5 separate regions of the Mus musculus genome follow, and regions 1, 2, 4 and 5 are each linked to region 3. A link is a contact called in public ChIA-PET, HiChIP or PLAC-seq and promoter capture Hi-C data. All regions are on one chromosome and are shown on one strand. The core of a region is the stretch at or near the end of the contact, and the rest is flanking DNA. Distances in the headings are between cores, read along the strand shown.

Region 1 (2,700 bases), core at 197-2,696, 310 kb after region 3:
AGTAAGCTCACACTTAAGGCTTAAAAAGGTTCAGTTTAGTACCAAATTTTTAAAGCCAAATATGATTTCAAGAAACAGACCTAAAACATAATTACACAGGAAAGTCCAAGGTGAAAGCTTAGGGAGAGAGCAGGTGATACAAAGTAGCTTTAGTGGCGGGGTTACTTCTAACCTAACTACACAATGGCTCCTTAGGAATGGAGCTCAGGCCACACAACACTGTATTATGTGGTTTTGTTTGTTTGTCTTTTTGACACAAGGTCTGGGAAAATTCAGGCTGACTTTTGCCTTACTTATGTAGCTGAGACTAACCTTAAAACTCCCAATCATTCAGTCTCCACACTGTCCCTCCTCCCCAGCCTGTACTGGGATATGCAACACAACAGACTCTAAGGTCGGTTTTAAACAAAGCTTTGCAAATGGGAGACACCCAGAAGTGTTCACACCACTTCCTGCTTTGTGGGCCCTATTGCCCCTCAAAAACCTCCCAGTCTCCCAAAGGAGACCTCTCTTCTACCTTATTTTCTCTTTGGTTGGGAGCTTTGGATCAGCCTGCTCAGTTGCAAAGGGACTCTTTCGTCACCCACAAGACAACTGAACATCAGGACCCCTCGACGACAGGAACACACTTCCTTGCCATTCCAAGTTAAGCCAGGTGTACTGGAGTGTCTGATCAACGAGGTGTTTCTGGATAGAAACAATCCAAAGCATTCCAGCAAACGACAGACCCTTAAAGATTGCCAGAAACCTATCAGCATAAATTGGTCTGTTTCTTTTTTTGTTTTGTTTTGCGAGACAGGGTTTCTCTGTATAGCCCTGGCTGTCCTGGAATTCACTCTGTAGACCAGGCTGGCCTCGAACTCAGAAATCCGCCTGCCTCTGCCTCCCAAGTGCTGGGATTAAAGGCTTGCGCCACCACCGCCCGGCTGTTGGTCTGTCTCTTGACTCTCAAATAAAATACAATAGCTCGTTAGTGCAGTAAAAGCTCATCTTCGCTCAAACTAATAGTTTTGAAGTCATTTCTTAGCGCAATAAAGAAGCACTCTTTCACCGTGGGCTACCGGTATCACTTCCACCTGGCCCACTTCGGCCCAGGTTGGAAAGCTTCCGTGAGGCTCCTCTAATGTCGTCGTCACTTGTCTTAGTTCGGAGGAGGGATTGTCTCTAGGCCCGACACCCCCATAGCGTCTAAGTGGTTCTAGGACACGCACGGGGCCCTACACCGCCGTCACTCACCATTGCAGATGAAAAGTGTGGCCACAGTGGATGGCAGCCACGTCACGGGAGTGATCGAAGAAGTCGGAGCAGATAGTGCACAGAGCGCGGATAGGCATGATGGCTCGACTCAAGCAGCCCAGGGAACCAGCTGCCAGCGACAGACACAGTTTGGTGGCCGAACCGGCCACCGCTCCGGTTCCTTCAAATTTCGCTCCACCGCACGACTTCCGGTAGTGAACCGGAAGGAATAACAAACCCACGCCTGAGTGCTTCCCTCTGATTGGACAAACTTCGGGGCGGGGCGCTGGAGGGCTGTGATAAGCAGCCCGCCAGCCGTGCGGAATCCTGGGATTTAGCTCCTTCGGGTCTCCTGGGAGTGGGTCCCTGTTTCTACCGCAAAACCCTGCGATCCCCTGTGGCGTAAAACAGTGAAACTACAGTCTGACCCCTATCCCTGCTAAGCCGGGTATTGTCTCAAGCTAGAGCCGGTGCGAAGTGAACCAGACCCCTTCTTGCTGCACTTCAGGGCAGTCAAATAGACTGGAATGCCAAGAAAAGGGGATGATGGTACCATGGCTATGGAAAGTAATAGGCCATACGCTGGCAGCCCACAGTTCCCAAACAGAAAGAGGGCTCCCCACTTTCTAAACCTTCTACTATGGATCATCTTGGAAAGGTGGACACATTAAGTCCTAGCCCTTCGAACCACTACACTAGTCCTGGCTTTATTCAAATATGACCTAATAACCTTTGAGATTAGGTAGACACTGGAGCTAGTAATTTAGCCCTTTCCTCCCAGAATGCCTCATACCTGAGACTGTAGGATGGTGATTTTGGAGGTACAGATGCTTCAAAGACCAGGAAATAACAAACCCTCTTTATTATTCCCACATCAGATAATTTAAGGTCCTCCCTGAGAAAGGCCATCTTGAGTTGAAGCGAGGCTCCTTAGCGATTTTTACGGTATCGTTAGCAGTATTACTCCCTCAGAAGAAGCATACATAACTTTATAAAGTAGGTCTGCTCCAGCCGGGGAAGACAGAATGAAATCTTTTTGGTCTAAGTGGAAAGCACAGGTATTCACAGGAAGTAGGCATCAAGAAGCACAGAACTGTTGTGCAATCCCACCCTCTCCCCACTGTGCCCACGCGCAAGGTCACTTCCTATAGTGGTTGGCCCTGAGTAGATTCCACCTCTAAGTCCAAGTTAAGACAAAGGCTCTTTGTCAACAAGAATCGGAAAAGCGTCAGCCCTTCGGCGCTCAGCTCGGGATAGTTTTTAGCTGAAACACACCACTCTCGTGGGATTTTTAGCGTCCAGAGGAGTCCCATCAACATCATCCAGGTAGACACTGGAGAAGGTGACCTCCACTCTCACTCCAAGCAACACACTAAGCATCAACCGCTACCCAAAAACTGATCGTCCCACAGCCTCGTCCCTCCCGCACTGCCTTCCATAGGCTCCTCCCCAAGAGGACAGAGG
Region 2 (2,700 bases), core at 138-2,637, 290 kb after region 3:
AAGGAATGTCTTTTGGTGTCTCCTCTCAGGGTGACAATGCCGGGGAAACCCTGAGTGAGAGATGGCTTGTCTTCAGAGTGCCTGTACCTACCTTCCACGGGCCCTGGCACCTTTCTCTGGACATCAGGGAAACCTCTACATCTGAGCACCCACCTGAGAGATGTCCTGGATGGCAGCTGTCATGGGTTCTACCTCAGTAGGGTCCAAAACTGTGAAGTCCTCACCAAAGTCACAGAATAACCGCCTAGTGTGGGTGGCGGAAGTTACTGAGGAAGCTCATTAGTTGTGAGTAGGGGGCACTAGGACAGGCCCAAAGGGGAAGGAATTATAGGAAAGCTGTGGAGACTTTGGTTTGGGCATGCAGGGTGCACTAAAGCAGGTCTGCATGCTGAGGTGGAGAAACAAGGGCAAGACTGTAGTCCAGAGCATCCTTGTAAGCTCTAGGCTGAGTCGGGGAGGATGGGGCAAGCTAAGGGCTGGGCAAGGCATTAGGACCAATTGCTGGCAGTGATGTGGTGGGGTACACAGGTAGTCTCCTCACCCCACAAGGCCCCGGGTTTCAGCCATCAGGAAGCGGACTCCATGCTTGTGACACAAAGGTCCCACCTTCAGCTGGTCTTCCAGCTTGGAGTCAGTCAGCACCACTACCTAGATGGACACCGTGATTGATCAGCAGGCCCGGAATCACTCGCCACCTTCTCTCTGCCGTTAAGGGCAGGAGGGAGGTACTAGGCTAGCATGCAAAGTGGCTCTGGGGAAAGCACCTGAAAACCCTGCAGTAGGTCCTCAGTGATGTCGCCACTGTGGACGGAGATCTGGACAGCTTCATTGAGCTGAGCCAATTGCGCCTGAGAGGCCTCAGCCCTGTTCCTTCCCAAGCTCTCTTCTGAAAGGAAACACTAAGGACAGCTCAGTGCAGCTTGATCAAGGAGACTCCCCTTTGGCCTCTGCTCTGGGAGGCAGCATAGAGACCCCCAAGAACTCTTACCTGAGCAGCCAAGTCAGCCCAGCAGGTGGGATGGGGATCATGCAGGGTGAGGCTGCCCACACCTGTAAGGACTAGGTTCTTGGCCACCTCAGCTCCCAGACCCTGCAGGCCACATAGCAAGACTTTGGCTTCCTGGATCCTCTGCATAGCAGGCAGGCCCAGTACATACCTGTGGTTAAGAAGAAGGAGGTGGCAGCTGGGGACCAAAGGTCTGGAAGCCACCCGACTTGGTTATCCCACCTTGAGACTTACAGCTGCCTGGAGTATAACTCTTCATCCATCCTCAGTCGTGGGGCTGGAGAGGAGGCTGTAGGGCTCACAGGAGGGGGCAAGGAAAACAAGGCAAACAGGCCCCAAAGCGCTGGTTGCTGCTGGTTACAGCTCTCTTTCTGCTTCCTCTATGATTTCAGGAAACCAAAAGTGAAACTAGACTGAGTTGGTTCCTGGTCCTCCCAGTGAATGAGGACAGATATCAGTGCTCTGCAGGCCAACTGGGGTTTATCGCTTGGATAAGTCCCAGTGTTACAAGAGGCCAGTGACTCTCTGAGTCAGACCTGAGAAATGAGAAGCTCAGGCAGCCACAAAATGAAGACATGTGTCACATATATATTTTAAACTTTTGTTTTGAAATAACTGTAGACTCACAATAAGTTGTGAAAATAACACAGGGTGTTGCTGTGTTCATGCGTATTTGTGGGTGTGTTTTCCATCACCATATATTAATTACACATAATAATGTGCTTCGTTATGGCACTTTTATACGTGTACATTTTGATCATATTCATCTGTTAGCTTCTCTATCCTCCTCCCACTCTTGCTGTTCCTCTTGGTGACTTGGTGAGTTTTGCAGACGTTTCATACAAGAGGATGGGCGAGAGGTTATTTATGGAAGCCAGGGGCACCTTATCAGTGGTTACAGAACTAAAGAAAATGTCTCACCCTCCTGGAGGGGCGAGGCCTCATGAGTCCCTGTTCCTCCCATGATAGGATGCTTCACAAGCCCAAATTTTGTACAGATCTTGTGCAGGTCACAACTACTGTGAGTTCAAGAGCACAACAGCCATTTGTGGCCAGAAGATCATGTTCTGCAAAGACTCCATCCTCCACTTCTAAAGCTATCGCGTCCTGTTTTTCATGGCGTTCCCTGAGCCTTGGCTAGAGCAGATCGAGATGTTCCTTTAGGGCTGAACATTCAGGTCACTTCTCTACACACTGACCGGTTATGAGTCCCTGCAGGCACCACTGCCCTCCACAAAAGGAAGCCTCTCTGATAAAAGCCCACAGTGGCCCCGCGCTAAGGTCACTAACATGACTGTCATTCTACCATGAGGGCCTATGACCTACCCAATCACTGTTTTTTTTTTTTTTTTTTTTTTTTTTTTTTGGATCAGGTTTATAATACCAGACATGAATTCTCTCCCTCCTGTGGAGTGGGCTCAGTTCCAATAAGAAAGTAGTTGCTGTCACCACAGCAGGCTCGAAGGCACTAGATCCATCTTGCTACTGTTTGTTTGTTTTTGTTGTTTTTGTTTTTTTAAAGACAAGGTTTCTCTGTGTAAACCAAGCTGTCCTCGAACTCAGACATTCCCCTGCCTTTGCCTCTGAGTGCTGGCATTAAAGACACGCACCATCACCAGCCAGTTGAGTTGTTTGTTTGCTTGCTTTGTCTTTATAAAAGTCTCATCATGTAGCTCTGGCTCTGGTCTGGAACT
Region 3 (2,700 bases), core at 110-2,609:
TGCGACCTTGACTGGCCTTCAATTTACAGCAATCCTTAAGTCGCAGCTTTATGAGTGTAAAGATTACAGACGGCAGCAACCATGGCCAGCTCATTCTCAGCCTTTCTAAAATGGTACAGTCTTAAAGTCAGAATCTGAGAAGCCATTAACTCTTCAGTTTATTAACATCCAAGGGATGGCCTGCTCTTGCTCTCCTGGATTTTAGTTCCTCTTCCTTTTCTAGGCTCTATGAGTTAGTCACGTAAGAATTGAGAAATTGCAAACAGGTATTTGAGGTAGGGCATTTCTTCCTGAAAATTTTTTCTCCTAGACTCTTCTGAAGAGAACTGCCCGTCCTTTAGGCAGGAATCCCAGGCTGAGTAGCCGCCGGGTCTGTATTCAGAATGAGTTTACTGATAACAGCTTGTGTCTGAAACTCCAGCCTGGCCCTAGGCCAAAGAGGAATGGATTCCTTCTAGCAGTGTGGGGTCAGTTAGGAAGGGAGCAGAGCCTACCACAGTTCTGATTTCCACAGGTATTATGCACTGTCAGGTTTAGTAACTTGTTAAATCTCCAGTCTCTGGAGTTTGGGCCCTCTGGTGAGCCCAGGAGAGTTAAGAACTACTTTAGGACCCTCCATAAATGGGGGAGGCCAGATTCTAGCAGTAACCACCCATCTAAAGAATGTGGGCCACCGGGGGGTGAGTGACCTGTGCTAGCGGGTCAGAGCTATTTTGAGCTCCAGAGGAGGCATTGGATTTTAGCTTTCCAAGGAGGGGGAGGGGAAGCCTGTTGTATGGCCAGCACTAAAGAAATGGGTTACCTTCCTGCCCACCCACCCGGATCTGGCCTTAGTTTCTCCATCCATATTAAGGAGAGGGTAACAAGGCCTCTCTTCCTTTGCAATTGGGAGGGCGCTTCCTGAGTGTTTGAATGGTTTAGATACCGCTTGCGTTTTGCTCGAAGGAAATTAGGGGGCAGCTGTGTGGTGGCTTGTTGTGGCCGGACCGGTTCGCCGGCCTGTCCATACCTCGATTTATTCTTCGGGAGAAGTTGGGAAAGGTGCCCCTCCCCCACCCCAGCTAGCAAGCGCTCCCAGCTACCCGGACTGGCTAAGGCGTGTCCCGGGACCCACTTGGTCGACTTCGGGGGCGGGGCCTCTACGTCGGGGCGTGGCTTTTGGGGCGGGGGCGTGACAGGCCAATGGGCAGAGAGGTGCGGGACGGGGCGGGGCCTGTGCGCGGGTGCGGCGCGCTGCGGGGCTAGCGACGCAGGCAGAAGCGGGCCGCGCGCTGAAGGCTAGTCGGCGCCGCTCCGAGTCGGCCGTGGGATTGGCTGCGGCACTCGCGTGTCAGGCGGTTGCTAGGCTCCGGCCGCGCGCCCCGCCCTCGCGCTCGGCGCCCTCTCACCGCTCGGTACGTGATCGCGCGGAGGCTGCGGCGCGGCGCTCGCGCTCCTGGGGCTCGGGGGCGGCAGCGGCGGTAGCTTCGCGCGGAGTCCCCGGGGAGTGGCGGCGGTGTCCCTGGGCCCGGAGGAGCGAACACCTGCCGCGGCCTGCCCGTGGTGCTGGGTGAGTGCGCCTCCCGCCTCTGCCTCCCGGTGCCTGCCTGCTGGGGCCGGGATCCCCGCTGCAGCCGACCGAGCCTTCCGCGGAACACCTGCTGCTGCTCCCTTTCGGCCCGGGGCGGGGACACGGCCACGGACGTCCTTGCGGGTGAGGAGGCGGCGCCGCCGCCGTCCGTGCGGAGCCGCCCCTCGGCTCTCCGTCCGGTAGCTGAAGGCTGAGGCCGGAGCTGCGCGCCGCGGCGACGGGCCAGGCCTCGGCCCCGGCCCGCGCTCCCGGGAACGCGGGGCCTGTGCATCGGCCGCGGGCGTGTGCGGCCTGCGGGCTGCCTCCGGGTTGCCAGTGGGGGTCGCGGCCCAGTTAGGAGGCATCTCTACTGTGGGGCTCCTGCCAGAGGCTGGGAAGGGCGCCGCCCCCGCCTCTTGCTTTGAGCTGCTCCGAGTCTTGGGGTTCTTTCCTCCCCCTCGGTTGCGCTTCTGTGGGAGACTCCTTTACTACCTTTGCAGTGGGTATTTGGGAAATCAGGTTCACTTGCGAGTATATTTGGAAAATGTTCCCAGAGGGAACACCATGTTGACTCAGAGTCCTTTGCTATAACTCCCAAGTTCATTTATTGACAAACTCAACGGGCAATTAAAAACACACCTCTTAATCTCTACAATTTGAGAAGCTTTTGTTAAGTTGAATTACATCAAGATTAGTTTTCGTGGTGATGACGAAGTTTTGACTGGTCCGCCTAGTCTGGGACAGTACCTTTATAGCCTAGAGGTCTAACTTGAGAGTCCAGCCTGCTGTTTCCCTAAATAAGCGAGTAGAAGTAGTTCTTGGCGTGGAAGCCAGACTCGTGAAGTGAGGGTGGTGTTTATAGAACATAACTCCAGCTAGAGTTGGGTGTGCTTCCAGATGTTTTGGAATCTGATGGAGATGGGGTGTTGCAATCATATTAGTATATATTGTGCTTAATGAGCAAGAGACATACTTTCAGAATGTTCTAGTTTAGAAAAAGAATTCCACGGTAACGGGTTGTACAGATCGATGGTTTAAATATGGAGAATTGAAGTTCTTTTTGCCTTGAAGTCAAGGACATGGTCAGCGTGCTTAAAGGACATAGGGGCTATTGGAGAAATCAGATCTCACTAGGGAGTTAGTTGCAAGGC
Region 4 (2,700 bases), core at 60-2,559, 380 kb after region 3:
CTCCTTCTATGTGAGATCATATAGCATTTTTATCCTCTCCAAGGTCAGTCTGGGGTTCCAACCAGAAGGCCTGGTGAAGCGAACCGTTTTCTGGATACCCACACACTCAGGCAAGAAGGCTGAGTGGAGCAGATAAAGCCCACCTCCCACCTCCAATAGACTTTGATTTCTGCAGCAAGTGCTCCTGGAAAAGCTGGTCCTGAGCCGTTATGCAAGGGAGGTGTCTGAGAACAGCTCCAGTGGTCTCTACAGGAACACTTTTTAGGCAGTTCCTCTAAGTGCTCCCAGGGCATGCAACTTTTCCTAGAAGCCTCTAGCAGAGCCTATGAACAAAATCACCAAGAACAAAAACAAACAAACAAACAAAAAGCTGATGCTGTCCCTCCTTCCAATGCGCCTCCCTCCTTCAGATTGCTCCTGAGAGAGGAGGGTCTTGCAAAAGCCCCTCCTTACTAGCTTCAAACAACCTTGATCTTTTTTCCTGTTCTAACAGCGCTTCAAATTTGATCTTGACCCCTTTGGTCCACTTGGGAGGACGACTCAGAAAGTCTGACAGTCAGGGCTCAATTGGGACTGTGATGTGGCTGCTTCAGCAGGATGCCTCCAGGATCTACAATGAGCCTAGTTCCTTGTCACCTCTAGAGGCCACTCCCCTTCCTGACAAAGGCTGCTCACAGTTCCCAAGCAAACTCTACCTAGAAAGGGTTGGCTCACCCTTTCAGACCTGCCTGCCTCGCTCCACCATCCTCCTTTTAAAGAGAACTCTGTGGGCCGAATATGTCCGAATTGGGGGTTGGTGTCTGCTGCCTATGGGACATTGCTCTCCCGGCCAAAGGATGAGTTCTCGCCTCATCTTTCTTAGTGCCTAGCTGGGACCAGCCGGCTAAAGGACCCCAAAGAGCCGCAGTACCCCTATCGGGGCAGTAGATGGCCGGGACACCCCCCCCCCCTAGTTTTCAAGCCCCTCCCTCTAAAGATGACAGCTTGCCCGCCTCTCGCCGCCCCCAGGCCACGTGGGTTAGCAGTCGAACTCACCTGTTTCTTGGGGAAACACAGGACCTACCGAGGGTACCAGTCACTGCCCTCTGCCAGACCCCTGGGGAGATATAAGTGTCCAGCAGTGCCTGGCCTCAGAGTGCAACTTCGCGGGGCTACCGCCCCTGGAGGATACAGACATGGCCACAGCGGAGGAACCGATCTCTCCTGCCGACCCTTAACCGGCCACCGGCGCAGGAAGACAGCTTTCACCGGCCTCTGGTGGCGGAGGCCCGGTTCCAGCCTCTTGGCCAGCCCCAGCCCGCCCCTGTGTGCATTGTGGGAAATGTAGTCCGTAACTCTCCGCAGCCTTAAAGCTGCGGGAGCGGTTCCGGGCTCCCGAGCCTGGCGATGCCAGAGGCGGGGTCTGACCTAGGACCCGGGTTGCCTCACCTGGCACCGCCTTCTTCCGTGTCTTAGAGGCGGGTCCTCTACCCTTCCCCCCAAACACCCACTAGATGTTTACTTTAAGGGACCAGAACGAACGTCAGTATTTCCCCACCGATCATGGAAAGATGATAAGTTTAGGGAGCTGGATAAATGCCACTAGTGAGCACAACCACATAGACTGTACAAGACGCGGACGTGTTGAAAAGACTCAAAAATTGTTGCTTAAAAAGACCTTAAGTCTGGTCACAGTATATTATTTTAAGGCAATAGAAAGCACAATTCTCAACAATTCACATAAACTGACCCGGGGAGCTTTTAAAAAAACATTAATGCCTGGACACTATCCTATAGATTTTTACTTAATGGGATGAATGTGAGGTACGAGGCATCGGAGTTGTTTGAAAAAGCTCCTGGGTGATTTCTAAGGGCAAGGAACCACTGCTTATAATTTCCTAGACACAAAGTAATAAAAACAGGAAAACAAGTTTTCCCAGCAGCCCTTATTTCTGGTGAATAGTTTGAAGAAGCAAAATTAGGGAATGGCTAGTATTACTTATATTTTATCTGAAGCAATTTGCTTACTTTTCAAGCTTCATGGTTAGTCATCCCAATAGTTCTGAGATAAAGGACAAAGTCAAAAACCTCTGACTTTTCCTTGCAGTTTGACAGGCTCCCTAAGGAGGTCGGAGAAGTTGGGGATCTCTCTCTTCTCTCTCTTCTCTTCTCTCTCTCTCTCTCTCTCTCTCTCTCTCTCTCTCTCTCTCTCCCTCCCTCCCTCCCTCTCTCCCATGCGAATTTGAAATCTGGCTCCATAATACTGGCATATGTGTGCTCTCTCTCTCTCTTTCTCTCTCTCTCTCCCTCCCTCCCTCTCTCCCATGCAAATTTGAAATCTGGCTCCATAATACTGGCATATGTGTGACTGACATGATGACAACCTGTGACCTTTTCCTGGAGATAGTTTCCACAGGGTTACCAGACCCTTAAATGCTGGGTAAGGGAAGCGTCCCATGTGAGAGGGAGTTCGTTCCTTTGCAGTGGAGACTGAGAAGGGGAGTGGAACTTCTCCAAGTCTCCATAGGTCTTTCAGGATTTCCTCTCTTTGCTTGCTCTGGCTTCCAGGTTCCTACCTTGAAGCAAATATAATTTATACAAGTTTTCCCTATATACTTCATTTCATATTATTTCACTATACGAGTCTAAAGTAAGAATTTTTGAGCAGGGCGGTGATGGCTCACCCCTTTAATCCCAGCACTTGGGAGGCAGAGGCAGGCA
Region 5 (2,700 bases), core at 119-2,618, 260 kb after region 3:
GGCTGCATTCAGCCCAGTCTCCCAAAGGTATCATCTCCAGCCCAGGGTGCTGGTTTCTCCCAAAATTAAACGTTCAGAGGAGGCATGATCCTAACAGACATTACGAGCACACCTCCTGCTTGGCCTCCTTAATCGTCTTTTGTGGGTTTCATATGACGACAACATACAAGACACCTGTGTGGCGAACCTAAGGGACCCTGGGTAAAAATGTGATTTACAGCAGCCAGGACCCTTTCTAGAGCTGCATACTCTTTTGGGGATTGCCAGCCCCGCCTCCATCTTGACTCTAAGCTTGACTCGCTGTTTTCATCAAGCATCAACAGCTTTCAGCTCTGCTTTTGTCTGCAGACAGGGTCTTGCTAGGTAGCTCTGCCTGGCCCGCCCGCAACCCATGGCAATCCTCCTCCTTCAGCCTAGTGCATGAGCTCCCATACCCTAGTTCAGTTTTTGTTTTTAATAGTCCCAACACTCCTACGTCTCCTAACGGACTGTCTCTTTAAGAGACAAAATTAATCAAATCATCATCATCCTTATCCTCCTAAACCACATACTCCAAGTCGAGCACCAAACAACTTATACCCCAAATAAAACTCTGCCACTGTGGACATTTAGCTAGGTTCTTCAAGAAGCAGTAAACAGTGAGCCCTGAAGAGCACGGAAGACGCCGAGGGATCTCGGTGATGCCAGGCAGAGGATCATAGCCCTACCAAAAGCACAGGGCCCCGATACCACCCTCCTTGGCTCAGAAGGCATTTTAGGCCTGTTTCGTCTCATCTTAGTCTCAAGCGGCCTGAAAATTTACTCGCAGGAGTATGAAATCTTAAGAGCGACGTAACGTTTATCGCTGATTTGGAGGAACGTTACGGCCGGGAGAACGAGCTGGCAGCAACCACGTCTCAGCACGCCGGCTCTCAGGCACCCAGGGATTCGGTCTGAAAGGCAGGTTTCCCGGTACCCCGCCGGCCGGTCCCAGGGCTCAGGGCTCTCCGACCTCCACCCGGGCTGCCCACCCAGCCTCCGTGTCAACATCTGGGAGGCTCGGCGGAAGGCCAACCAGGATGCTGGAATGATGTTCCAGTGATGCTCGCCCCAAGTCCCGACCCTACCTACGCGCGCCAGCAACAACCCCGCGCCCGCCGCCACCCTCGCCGTGGGTGTCGGGCGGGTCTTTTGGCCCGACTCCTGTCACTCACCGGCCCGACTCGGGCAGCGGGCGCCCAAGGCTCCCCACGGGAGCTGGGCCCCCCGGGCCTCCAGGTCTCGGCCCGCCCCCCTGGCAGGCGGCGCTGGTGGCTGAGCCCCGCAGCAGCGGCCCCTCACCGGCCGCTCGGTCCAGCTCCTGGCGCTGCCCACTGGGTACGGATCAACAACAAGATGGCGGCCAGCCGAGGGGGCGGGGGCCGGGCGTCATAGTAACCAAGGACAGCAAAGAACCCGCCCCTAACTGAGGTTATCTCCAATCAATAGCCTCTTCTTGGGACGCCTGAAGGAGTTCTTCGCGTTGATTCGTCAACTGTTCCGTCAGTCAGGGCGTGCCTCTCGTGCAGAATGCCTGGGGCACGTGACTGTGACGGCAGGAATTGACGCATGCGCGCCATTCTCAGGTTTGCTAGCAGTGGAGCTTTTAGCAGCGATGGGGGTGATGCTGGAGAGCCCTTCGTTTTCTCACCTGCGCAATCGTTTCGGTTTTGAGCTGGCAGCGTTTATCATCCTCTCGCACACACTTAGGGAATGTCATAGGTACGGTATTTGCTTTGTCCCCTGCCTCTGTGCTTGGGATCGTCCCTAGTTAACTGGTGAGGAAACTGAGGCGCAGAAAAGAGCCTGAGCCAAGGTCACACAGTCTTAGGAAGTGGTGGCGATGGGTCCTTCTACTCTTCTAGCTCCGGAGTTAGTGTTTTCTAAGCGTCTCCCAGCGTTGTCTCTCACCAGTCCCGAGGCACAGCCGTCTGTGCTACCTCTTCGATTTCGGCTTCCCCTTTCCCCGGCTTATTTTGCATAAGAATTCAATCTGCAACCAGCTCAAGTCTCAGCACATAGTGATCGCTCTTATTTGCCTCAGAGCACCGTTAAGTTCCTGTGACACAGTGTCTTTTTGCCCTTGGCTATCATGATCTATCTCCAAGGCAAACTATGAGTCCGAAAATGACCATCCCTTGTTCTCCATAAGTAGACACCTAACCCGGGGCTTTTGGCTTCAAGGTTAGGATACATCACAGCACCTGGTCCCACACCAAAACGCCCTAACTCTGAGAACTTTGAGCTTTAGCTTCTCTTTAGTTGCTCTGTCTATAAAATGAAGATGAACAAGAAACAGACTTAATAAGCTCTTAGAGTAAGCCAAGTACTCAGGAAAAAACACTTATAGCCGCTCAGGCTGCTGAAACTGAAGTCTCTAACACTCTTCTTTTGATAGACACCCCATTAAGAGAGATGGTTCAGTGGTTAAGAGTACTTGCTGTTCTCACAGAGAACCTGGGTTCTGTTCCTAGCACCCACATCACCCAGCTCAAAGCTTTATGGGGGGTCTAACACCCTCTTCATGGGCACCAGCACACATGTGGCATATATTCATACAGACACACATACATATAAAACTAATTTTTAGAGTTTTTCTTAGGCAGAGCATGGCAGTATACACCTTCAATCTCTTGAGGGGCAGAAGCAAGCCAATCTCTTGACTTTGAGGATAGCCTGGTC

What was found. Promoter capture Hi-C pulls out the DNA fragments that hold promoters and counts their contacts. ChIA-PET counts read pairs in DNA pulled down with a chosen protein or histone mark. HiChIP or PLAC-seq counts read pairs in DNA pulled down with a chosen protein or histone mark.
Region 1: an H3K27ac HiChIP or PLAC-seq map of microglia shows a contact between it and region 3, with 7 times the contacts expected there. The contact joins the promoter of Traip here to the promoter of Dag1 in region 3. A contact is called at or near these places in 5 of 39 promoter capture datasets (the C10 cell line, the HPC-7 cell line, cranial neural crest and 2 more), 2 of 484 Hi-C or Micro-C datasets (embryonic stem cells and natural killer cells), 5 of 115 datasets of contacts at active chromatin or transcription factors (bone marrow-derived macrophages, extraembryonic endoderm stem cells, microglia and 2 more) and 1 of 9 other capture datasets (liver).
Region 2: an RNA polymerase II ChIA-PET map of memory CD8 T cells shows a contact between it and region 3, with 85 read pairs. The contact joins the promoter of Uba7 here to the promoter of Dag1 in region 3. A contact is called at or near these places in 2 of 39 promoter capture datasets (liver and neural stem cells), 2 of 484 Hi-C or Micro-C datasets (embryonic stem cells and regulatory T cells), 4 of 115 datasets of contacts at active chromatin or transcription factors (bone marrow-derived macrophages, effector CD8 T cells, memory CD8 T cells and 1 more) and 3 of 9 other capture datasets (adipose tissue, liver and pancreatic islet).
Region 4: a contact with region 3 is called in a promoter capture Hi-C map of pre-B cells, with 5 times the contacts expected there. The contact joins the promoter of Mon1a here to the promoter of Dag1 in region 3. A contact is called at or near these places in 12 of 39 promoter capture datasets (the 3T3-L1 cell line, the HPC-7 cell line, HPC-7-derived erythroid cells and 9 more), 5 of 484 Hi-C or Micro-C datasets (B cells, CD8 T cells, palatal mesenchyme and 2 more), 1 of 115 datasets of contacts at active chromatin or transcription factors (pancreatic cancer cells) and 2 of 9 other capture datasets (adipose tissue and liver).
Region 5: an RNA polymerase II ChIA-PET map of memory CD8 T cells shows a contact between it and region 3, with 36 read pairs. The contact joins the promoter of Ip6k1 here to the promoter of Dag1 in region 3. A contact is called at or near these places in 7 of 39 promoter capture datasets (the C10 cell line, the HPC-7 cell line, cranial neural crest and 4 more), 1 of 484 Hi-C or Micro-C datasets (embryonic stem cells), 4 of 115 datasets of contacts at active chromatin or transcription factors (the SCID.adh cell line, effector CD8 T cells, embryonic stem cells and 1 more) and 3 of 9 other capture datasets (adipose tissue, liver and pancreatic islet).

Annotation. Positions count from the first base shown.
Region 1 is chr9:107,949,709-107,952,408 of GRCm38.p6, reverse strand. It overlaps Traip (TRAF-interacting protein), which reads right to left and starts at 1,446. Exons shown (of 15, transcript NM_011634.3): 1 at 1,237-1,446. The coding sequence starts at 1,334.
Region 2 is chr9:107,974,254-107,976,953 of GRCm38.p6, reverse strand. Uba7 (ubiquitin-like modifier activating enzyme 7) reads right to left here and starts at 1,387. Exons shown (of 24, transcript NM_023738.4): 1 at 1,241-1,387; 2 at 989-1,157; 3 at 765-899; 4 at 542-648; 5 at 154-244; 6 at 1-50. The coding sequence starts at 1,269.
Region 3 is chr9:108,262,474-108,265,173 of GRCm38.p6, reverse strand. Dag1 (dystroglycan 1) reads left to right here and starts at 1,359. Exons shown (of 4, transcript NM_001276482.1): 1 at 1,359-1,549.
Region 4 is chr9:107,886,738-107,889,437 of GRCm38.p6, reverse strand. It overlaps Mon1a (MON1 homolog A, secretory traffciking associated), which reads right to left and starts at 1,309. Exons shown (of 6, transcript NM_028369.3): 1 at 1,036-1,309.
Region 5 is chr9:108,001,316-108,004,015 of GRCm38.p6, reverse strand. It overlaps Ip6k1 (inositol hexaphosphate kinase 1), which reads right to left and starts at 1,368. Exons shown (of 6, transcript NM_013785.2): 1 at 1,194-1,368. 4930535L15Rik (RIKEN cDNA 4930535L15 gene) reads left to right here and starts at 1,597. Exons shown (of 4, transcript NR_166685.1): 1 at 1,597-1,740.